Regions from separate parts of the Oryctolagus cuniculus genome. Here region 1 is linked to region 2. A link is a contact called in public Micro-C data. All regions are on one chromosome and are shown on one strand. Each heading gives the region's core, a stretch centred on a gene start, on an enhancer-like site or on the middle of the called end of the contact. The rest is flanking DNA. Distances are from core to core; before and after follow the strand shown.

Region 1 (4,466 bases), core at 288-2,787, 130 kb after region 2:
GAGGGCGCTCCCGGGAAGAGTCCGGAGGAGGTGTACATTCAGCAGAAGGTGCGCGTGCTGCTCATGCTGAGGAAGATGGGCTCGAACGTGAGTGCCTGGGGGGGGACACCTGCCGGGGGGGTGGAGCGGGGGGCACCTGCGGGGGGGTGCTGCAGAGACCTGGGCTCGAACGTGAGTGCCTGGGCTGCTGGGGGGTGTGGGGGGGCACCTGCCGGCGGGGTGCTGCAGAGACCTGGGCTCGAACGTGAGTGCCTGGGCTGATGGGGGGGGCACCTGCCGGGGCGGGGGCACGTGCCGAGGATGGAGGGGGCTGCAGTGACCTGGGCTCAAACGTGAGTGCCTGGGCTGCTGGGGGGGGCACCTGCCGACAGGGGACTGCAGAGACCTGGGCTCGAACGTGAGTGCCTGGGCTGCTGTGTGCCTGGGGGGTGGGGGGCGCGCTGCAGAGACCTGGGCTTGAACGTGAGTGCCTGGGCTGCTGTGTGGTGGGGGAGGTGGGGGGGGCATGTGCCGAGGATGGAGGGGCTGCAGAGACCTGGGCTCGAACATGAGTGCCTGGGCTGATGGGTGGCGGGGGGTGGCACCTGCCGGGGGGGCGGCGCTGTAGAGACCTGGGCTCGAACATGAGTGCCTGGGCTGCTGTGTGGCGGGGGGGAGGGGCACGTGCTGAGGATAGAGGGGGCTACAGTGACCTCCTGGGCTCACACACGAGTGCCTGGGCTGCTGTGTGGCAGCGGTGCGGGGGGGGGGGGGCAGTGACCTGGGTTGCCAGGGCCCCGGCAGGGTGGGGGGTTGCTGCTGGGCCTGTGGCTTGGTGTTCAGGCCCCAGATATTGAGCGCTGCATTGGGGCCAGGAGGGTGAAGGCCATTCTGGATCCCCGAGGGTTCTCTCCTTGGGGGCAGCTGAGGGGCTGGGCAGGGCAGGCATCAGGAGGGGCAGCAGACACACGGGTGTGGGGCCGTGTTTCAGGAGAGGGGAGGATTTGGAATTGCTGTCGGCTCACTGGGCAGGGCCCGTCTTCCCACCGCCCTGTGCTAGCTGAGATTCTGGTCTCAGATTCCATCTGAGTGACAAGGCCTGTGGGCCCCTTGGACCTCGTTCCAGGGGTGGGAGGAGGCTGTGCTTGCTCTGAAGCCAAAGGGTCAGAGCTCAGGAATAGAGTCCCGGGGGCAGAGGAGGGGGCCCCCGGGGGTCAGGCAGGCCTGGGCGGGGGCCTTGGAGAGTAGGCGCACGCCGCCCTCACCCTCTGCTCTCTCACCCTGCAGCTGACAGCCAGTGAAGAGGAGTTCCTGCGCACCTACGCAGGGGTGGTCAACAGCCAGCTCAGCCAGCTGCCGCAGCACTCTATCGACCAGGGTGAGTCAAGACCCTCCCGGGCACCGAGCGCTGCTTCCTTTAGGGAGCTGGGTGGGTGACCTGTGGGACTTGGAGCCGGCAAGAAGGCCACAGCTCCTTGTCACCCACAGAGCGCTTCCCTGGGAGCCTCCTGTCTGGTCCCACCTCCGGGGACCCTCCAAGGCAGACTGGGGAATCCCTGGGGACCCTCGTGATTGCAGGGGGGCTGGCTGTTGCATTTCCTTAAACTTTGGCCTGGCCCCTGCCCACAGGGGCAGAACTGCCCTGGTATGCTGGCACAGTGCCATCTCTCTGTTGGCTTGGATGCTGCGGCTGATGTGGTCTGGGCTGCGGCCAGAGGGGTGCCCCAGAGGCCCAGGAACTCTGCTCTTCGTGTGCCTGGGGAGTTCTGCCTGTTCTGGGGGGACCCAGCCAGTCATCGGCAACATTTGAGTGCCCCGTGTAGCTGGCACTGTGCCTAGGCGTGGTCGCCTCTCACACATTCACTTGACTGTGGGTAGCACTGTGTGTATCACCTCCACTCAGCAGACGAGGACACTGGGCGCGGGGTCGGTCCTGCCGGGGCCCTGGGAAACAGACCTGCAGCCGGCTCCCGGAGCTGCTGCGGCCACTCGGTGTGGAGGCTCAGTCTCTGGGAAGCTCACCCTGACACCGCAGCCCAGGGTTCTGGGCAGCCCTCTCCCTTTTCTGTCCATGCTTTGTTAGAATTACTGGCTGTAGGATGTTCCAGCCCGTGGCATGTCAGGACGTGAGTGGGCTCCCCGGGGAGAGTGCTGACAGGTGTGCTGAGTGCTGCCGCCCTCGTTTCCCCGCGCTGATGCGGCCTCTGCCCTGGCGCAGGGGCCGGTTCCCAGGCTCTGGCGCTGGGTGCGCCTCGGCTTGTGCACCCGACTCAGCAGAAACCTTCCAGGGCAGCTCGGTGGCCCTGGAACAGCATTCGCCGTGCACAGCTTCCCCGGTGTGTTGCCCAGGCATGCCCACCCTGCCGCACCACCTTGGCATCCTGTTGCCTGTGGAGTTGGCCCCAACCTTTCCCAGGGCCTCTTGGGAGAGGCCTGTCACCTTCCAGGACTAGCCTGGGCACTCACTGGGGTCTTCCTGGCTCCAGAGCCTGGTTTAGCCCCGAAAGCTTCAGGCCTCTAAGTCCCTGGGGGTCTCACCCTGCTCCCTGCTTGGCGGTTGGTCCCCGGGCTGACCTGAGTTCGGGCTGGGTTGGTAAGAACGCCTCGCGTGGGATGCTGTTAAGGAAAAACTTGAAGTAAGCTGTAGAACTCTTTGTCAGCACAGAAAACAAACGCCCAACATGTGCATTTGTGTAAGACTGGTTTTCTAACATTGTGTATACCTTTGTATTAAGGGGAGGTTAAGGATATTTCTAAGAGAACAGTCTTTATCTCACCCGGCTGAACCTGCAGTTAAGAGTTAAAGTGAGGTCTACTGACTTGTTCAGGAAGGTCGCAGAGGCCAGTGCTGTGGCGCAGTGGATGGGGCCTCTGCCTGCAGCGCCGACATCACACATGGGCGACGAGTCCCGGCTGCTCCACTTCCCATCCAGCTCCCTGCTAGTGCACCTAGGGAAGCAGCTGGGGATGGTCCAAGTGCTTGGGCCCCTGCGCCCATGTGGGAGACCCAGAAGAAGCTCCTGGCTTCAGATAAGCCCAGCTCTGGCTGTTGCAGCCATTTGGGGAGTGAACCAATTGATAGAGCTCTCTCTCTATCTCTGTTTCTCTCTGTAACTCTGCCTGGCAAGTAAAACAAATCTTTAAAAAAAAAATAGTGTGTGTGTGTGTGTGTATAAATATAAAAGAAGGCCATGGTGACCTCTCCTAACTTTTTTTTTTTTAATCTTCACTTATTTGAGAGGCAGAGTTCCCATCTGCTGGTTTACGCCCCAAATGCCTGGGGTAGATGGGGCTGAGCCTGGGGCCAAGGTCTGGAGCTGGGAAATCATTCCTTGTCTCCTTGTGGGCAGCAGGAACCCACTTACTTGAGCTGTCACCGCTGCCTGTGCCATCTGACTGCATCAGCAGGAAGCTGGAGTTGGGGGCAGAGCTGGGTATTGAACCCAGACCCTCCAGTGTGGGATCCAGGTGTCTTACCTGCTAGGCTGCGTCCCTGCCCCCAACACCTATCTTTGACCTGGTCTCAAAACTGCAGAGCGGTCAGGAGTAAGCTGTGGGCTGTGGGTGTGGCCAATCTACAGGCCCTGAATCCCAGGCCCTCTGCAGGTAGTGCCCACCAGGGATCCCTGTGCAGTGCAGGGGCTCCCGGAGCTGAACTGGGATCCCAGGCGGAATCTGGAGAGGCAGTGGCAGGGGTGGGTCTCTGCTGCTGGAGCGCCTCGCAGTCACCTCTGACCTGCTGAGGCCTGAGCTGAGATTTCCCATGGGCAGAGCTGGAGAGGGGAGGGGCAGCTGTGCCTGGAGCAGCTTCTCAAGTGACCAAACAGCCCAGTCCCCCCTGGGGCTTGCAGTCTGGGGGCAGCACCCTGTATTTCTTTTTATTTATTTGAGAGGCAGAGTGATGGGGATGGAGCGGGGAGACAGAGAGAGGTCTTCCATCTTCCAGGTCACTCCTAGATGACCACAGTGGCCGGGGCTGGGCCTGGCTGATGTCGGGAGCCTGGAACTCCAGCTGGGTCTCCCACGTGGGTGTTAGGGACCCAGGTACTTGGGCCATCTGCCTTCCCAGGCGATAGCAGAAACTGGATCGGAAGTGGAGCAGCCGGCACCCCAGCCAGTGCTCCGACATGGGCTGGCGGCATCACAGGGAGTGGCTTAACCTGCTGCACCACAATGCCAGCCGCAGCCCCCAGCGTTTCTGCCCAGGCCATAGGTTCAAGGGGTCCCTGCGCAATCCTAACCTTCCCTCTTCCCTGCTGGCGTCTCAGCTAATGGTGCAGTGTGTCTTGTCACAGGCACAGGTGCTGCTCAGGTGCCCAAGACCCGGAATGTCGCCTGTACAGGATGCGGATCAGGGACCCTGTGTGTCAGGCCTGGAGCCTGGCATGAGTGCCTCCTCCCACTAGGTGGTGCTGTCTATCAGCAAATTTTCCAGGCTGCTCCTCCCTACACCCAGCTCCCCTGGCCTCCGCCAGGCAAGGCCCTGG
Region 2 (4,283 bases), core at 531-3,030:
GCTGGGACTCCAGCTGGCGCCCGTATGGGATGCCCCACTGCAGGCCGTGGCTGTGCCCGCTGTGCCACAGGCCGGCCTCTCAAGGGGATATTTTTGAAACCAGTGTTGGCGGCAGCATACACTGCCCATGAGGGCCAGAAGGTGGACGCCACAGCAATGTCCACTGGTGGATGAATGGGACACAAGACGTGGTCATTCACGCAAGGGCAAGTTACTGAGCCTTTAAAAAGAAGGGGATCCCAGGACACACAGCAGACTCATAGAATGGCAGCACTCCTGCCTCAGAATCAACCCTCGGGACATTCGGATCTGGCTAAAAGGCCCACGAGAGTCTCACAGGCATGGAGAGCCATGACATGGTGGCAAAAAACAATCTAAATGAAAGATCCTGGTGAACAAGACCCCAGCAGAAGGATCAGGCCATCAAGGAGGGAGGCGCCTTTCTCTGAAGGGAGGAAGGAACCTCCACTGTGATCCGGCCTTGACTAAACAAGTTCAGAGTCGGTGAACTCAAGGGGCTTCCATAGCCTAGACAGCTCATAGCAAGAGTCTCAGGTGATTGCTGACATCATAAATAAGAGTGCCAATTGTTAAATCAACAACGGGAGTCACTGGGTTCATGCTCCCCACGTAGGATCTCTGTCCTTAATGTATTTTACTATGAGTCGAACAACACCCTATACATGGTTCGGTTGTGTGAGTGCAGCCTGTTGAAATCCTTGCTTAGTATATACTAAGTTGATCTTCAATATATGAAGGTAATTGAAAATGAAACGTGATGAAGGGCAGGATGGGAGAGGGAGTGGGTGAGGGGAGGGCCACGCGAGGGAGGGAGGTGGGGGGGGAGCCACAACAATACAAAAGTTGAATTTTATATTCTACTTAAAACTATTGGTTGAACTCTGTAACTAATACACAATTACTCTTAGGTGTTTAATGCTATAACTAGTACTCAAATAGTATTTTACACTTTGTGTTTCTGTGTGGGAGCAAAATGTGGAAATCTTTACTTAATATACACTAAATTGATCTTCTGTATATAAAGATAATTGAAAATTAATCTTGATGTGAAGGGAAGGGGAAAGGGAGTGGGAGAGGGGAGCGTTGTGGGTGGGAGGGAAGTTATGGGGGGGAGGAAGCTATTGTAATCCATAAGCTGTACTTTGGAAATTTATGCTCATTAAATAAAAAAAATTTAGAAAAAAAAGGGGGGGATCCCAACTGGCGCCCCAACACCGGTGAACCTTAGCCATTTCCGCTCATGACATACAGACACAAGGGACAAGGCTGTGGGACACCACGTGTCTGAGGACCCTAAGCAGTCTGATTCACGGGCGCCCACGCAGAATGGTGGCTGTGCAGGCAGAGGGCGCAGGGAAGTTAGCAGGGTTTTAATTGTTTTTTATTTCATTTTACTCGAGAGGCAGAGACGCACAACCCTCTCCTCAACAGGTTCACTCCCCAAATGGACGCCAGGCCCAGAGAAACGTCTCCACCCGGGTCCTCCACGTGGGTGGCAGGGACCCAGCCACCTAAGCCGCCATCACCTGCGGCCACCCAGGCGTACAGCGGCAGGAGGCCGCGGTCCAGAGCTGGCCCCAGGGGCTGAACCCAGGCCCCGAGATGCGGGCCGCGGTCGCCTCGGTCAGCTTGTTGGCTCAAGGGCGTCCTCGGGGACCCGCTGCACTGCCAGCGCGGGAGGCGCCCGTGCACGCGTGTGCTCCGGGGCGCCTCGCCACCGCCCTTACGGGGGGGTGGGGGCCTGGGGCGGTGCCCCGCTCCTCCGCGGCCTCAGGCGCCGCCCCCGGAGGTCAGCGGCTTCCCCCCGCAGGCGGAGCCGGCGGCGGCGCTCGCGGGCGGCCCTGACCCTGGGGAACCGAGCAGTGGCGCCGCCGCCGCCGCAGGCTCCCGCGCAGCGCGGGCGACACGTGGCGCGCGGCAGGCGGGGCGGCCCGAGAGGCGACCGCGCGCCCCCTGGCGGACACCGCCCGCCGTGCAGTGGCGCTTGGCCTCTTTAGGAAGGGAGACAGAGCCGCAGACGCGCAGAGCACGCAGCCTGGTTTTCCGCCCGGACCATGAACTGTGACCCCCTGCATCTGCACCTTGCCCTACCCCTGACCCAGATTCACTGCCTGAATTCCTTTAAAAAAATTGTTTATTTGAAAGACAGAGAGAGATCCTCCTCCATCCGCTGGGTCACTCCCCAAATGGCGGCAATGGCCAGAGCTGAGCCAATCCGTAGCCAGGAGCTTCTTCCAGGTCTCCCACGTGGGTGCAGGGGCCCAAGGACTTGGGCCATCTGCTGCTGCTTTCCCAGGCCAAGGCAGAGAGCTGGATCGGAAGTGGAGCAGCCTGCACCCATATGGGATGCCAGGGTCCCAGGTGGCGGCTTTTCCTGCTGTGCCACAGCATGGCTCCCTGGTTGAGATCCTAACCCTGGAGAGGACCGAGGTGGGGCCTATAATGAGGTCGAATTCAAAGGTTTCCCAGGAGTGAGGCCCTGACCCCACCCACAGAAGAGAATGCCCGAGCAAGGGCCGCTGGCGGAGCCAGACCAAACCGTCCTGCGCCTTGCTCTTGGGGCCTGCCTGCACAGCTGGGAGAAAATTAAGGGAGCGAGGTTTGCGCCCTGGTCCCTGACGGTTCCGTTTGGTATCTGTGCGGGAGCGCCCGCTTTCCAGCACTGTGTAGCCAGCCCGGCCATCTAGAACGCAGCCCTATCCCGCAGCCTGCTCCACAGACCTGCGGCCCCGGGCGAGTGCTGCTTCGCCCTCCGTCCTGGCTGCGCGTCTCGCGTGGGTGGATCACCTGCAGTCGTGAGCGCTCTCGCGCGTCCAGGCGTGAGGGGACGCTCGGCGGGAAGAACTGATTTCTGGGACGTGCGCAAGGGTATGTCTGGAAAAGGCGGGACGCGAATCTGAGTACACTGAGCACCCAGGAGCAGCCCTGCCCCAGTGGTGGGCACCGTCCCGGCTCCTGCGTGCCCAGTCGAACTGAAATGCCAAGGAAGGCTGAATTATTCCTGGGAAAGCGGAAGATGGCGCAAGTCCTTGGGCCCCTGTACCCACGTGGGAGACCCAGGCTTTTGGCTCCTGCTTCAGATCAGCTCCCGCCATTGCAGCCACTTGGGAAGTGAGCCAGCAGATGGAAGACCTCTCTCTCCTCTCTCTGTGCGTCTGCCTCTCTGTAACTCTGCCTTTCAAATAAGTCAATAAATCTTTGGACATAAGTAAATCAATAATGCTCCTCTTAGTCTACCTCTCCCTGTGCACGTGTCAGTGCTCTGTTTCTCTGGAGAGCCCCGACTGAGACAGGAGTCTGACTGACTGTTTCTTGAGCTTAGGGGGCCCACGGCGTGTCCCTGCGGCAGTGTGCGTGGGTCCCTCATTCCCGCGAGGGTGTGTAATGTTCCAGGCATGGCTCTGTTGCGCTGTGACCATCCACTGAGCAGTCAGGGCACACTGGACTTTCCACCTTATTTTGTTAAATTAATTAATTTATTTGAAAGCCAGAGAAATGGAGAGAGAGAATCTTCCACCTGCTGGTTCTCTTCCCAAATGCCCGCGATACACAGGACTGAGCCAGGCCCGAGTCAGGAACCAGAAGTCCCTCCCAGTCTCCTGCAAGCAAAGCTGGGACCCACTTGAGTCGTCTTCTGCTGTGTTAGCAGGAAGCTGAGACTTAACCCAGTCACGCTGAGGTAGGATTGGCCGGTGACTTAACCCCTTTTCCGCCGTGCCCACCCCAGGGTTTCTTTCTTTGGTTGTTGTGAGCAGCACCTCGGTGAACACGCGCGTGCAAAGATTTGTTGGAGTCTCTGCTTTTGGTTCTTTTGTGTCCAGACCCCCCTACTTCTCCTCCTCACTGTCCGGCAGCGCAGTTTGCTTGTTCCTCCTCGGTTGCTGGTCCTCTGCCCTGTTCCCTGCAGGAGATGGGGAGCAGCTGGGCCGGCCTCGCTGCCCCCCACACCTGCTGGTGGGCGTGTGTTGGGCGGGGGAGGGAACCACCACGTTCAGGGCCGCACACTGGGCTCTCAGCCGCCTGTGTGTGCAGCTTTCCCCCTCCGGTTCCCATCATCTCCCAGGAGCCCCCTCCTCCCTCTTCCCACCTTGGATGACCCGGCTGTGGGCCTTTCTTGCTTCTGACAAGTCACATGGGGGGAGCGCTGCCGCATTGCTGTCAACCTCCCTTCCTCTCCGAACCAGTGAAACAGTGCGGCTCCTCCAGCCCGCCCCTTCTTCCTTGTGGCGGGTGAGTAAGCTGTAGCTGCTGTAGGTCCTGCC

Evidence for each region. A called contact is a pair of places that touch in the nucleus more often than the background predicts.
Region 1: a Micro-C map of ear pinna shows a contact between it and region 2, with 5 times the contacts expected there. The contact joins two enhancer-like sites. A contact is called at or near these places in 2 of 6 Hi-C or Micro-C datasets (ear pinna and an unstated tissue).

What each region holds. Positions count from the first base shown.
Region 1 is chr7:158,307,599-158,312,064 of mOryCun1.1, forward strand. It overlaps CTNNBIP1 (catenin beta interacting protein 1), which reads left to right. Exons shown (of 6, transcript XR_007924116.2): 3 at 1-87; 4 at 1,267-1,357. Among named protein-coding and RNA genes, the nearest start is that of CLSTN1, 36 kb to the right of the region's middle. Within about 2 kb of position 1,538, at least 1 of the 8 cell types and tissues checked has an H3K27ac peak or open chromatin away from gene starts, as enhancers often do. A contact at or near this core is called in ear pinna, where this site is marked.
Region 2 is chr7:158,177,126-158,181,408 of mOryCun1.1, forward strand. All of the region lies in intron 1 of LOC127493646 (a long non-coding RNA gene), which reads left to right. Among named protein-coding and RNA genes, the nearest start is that of UBE4B, 22 kb to the left of the region's middle. Within about 2 kb of position 1,781, at least 1 of the 8 cell types and tissues checked has an H3K27ac peak or open chromatin away from gene starts, as enhancers often do. A contact at or near this core is called in ear pinna, where this site is marked.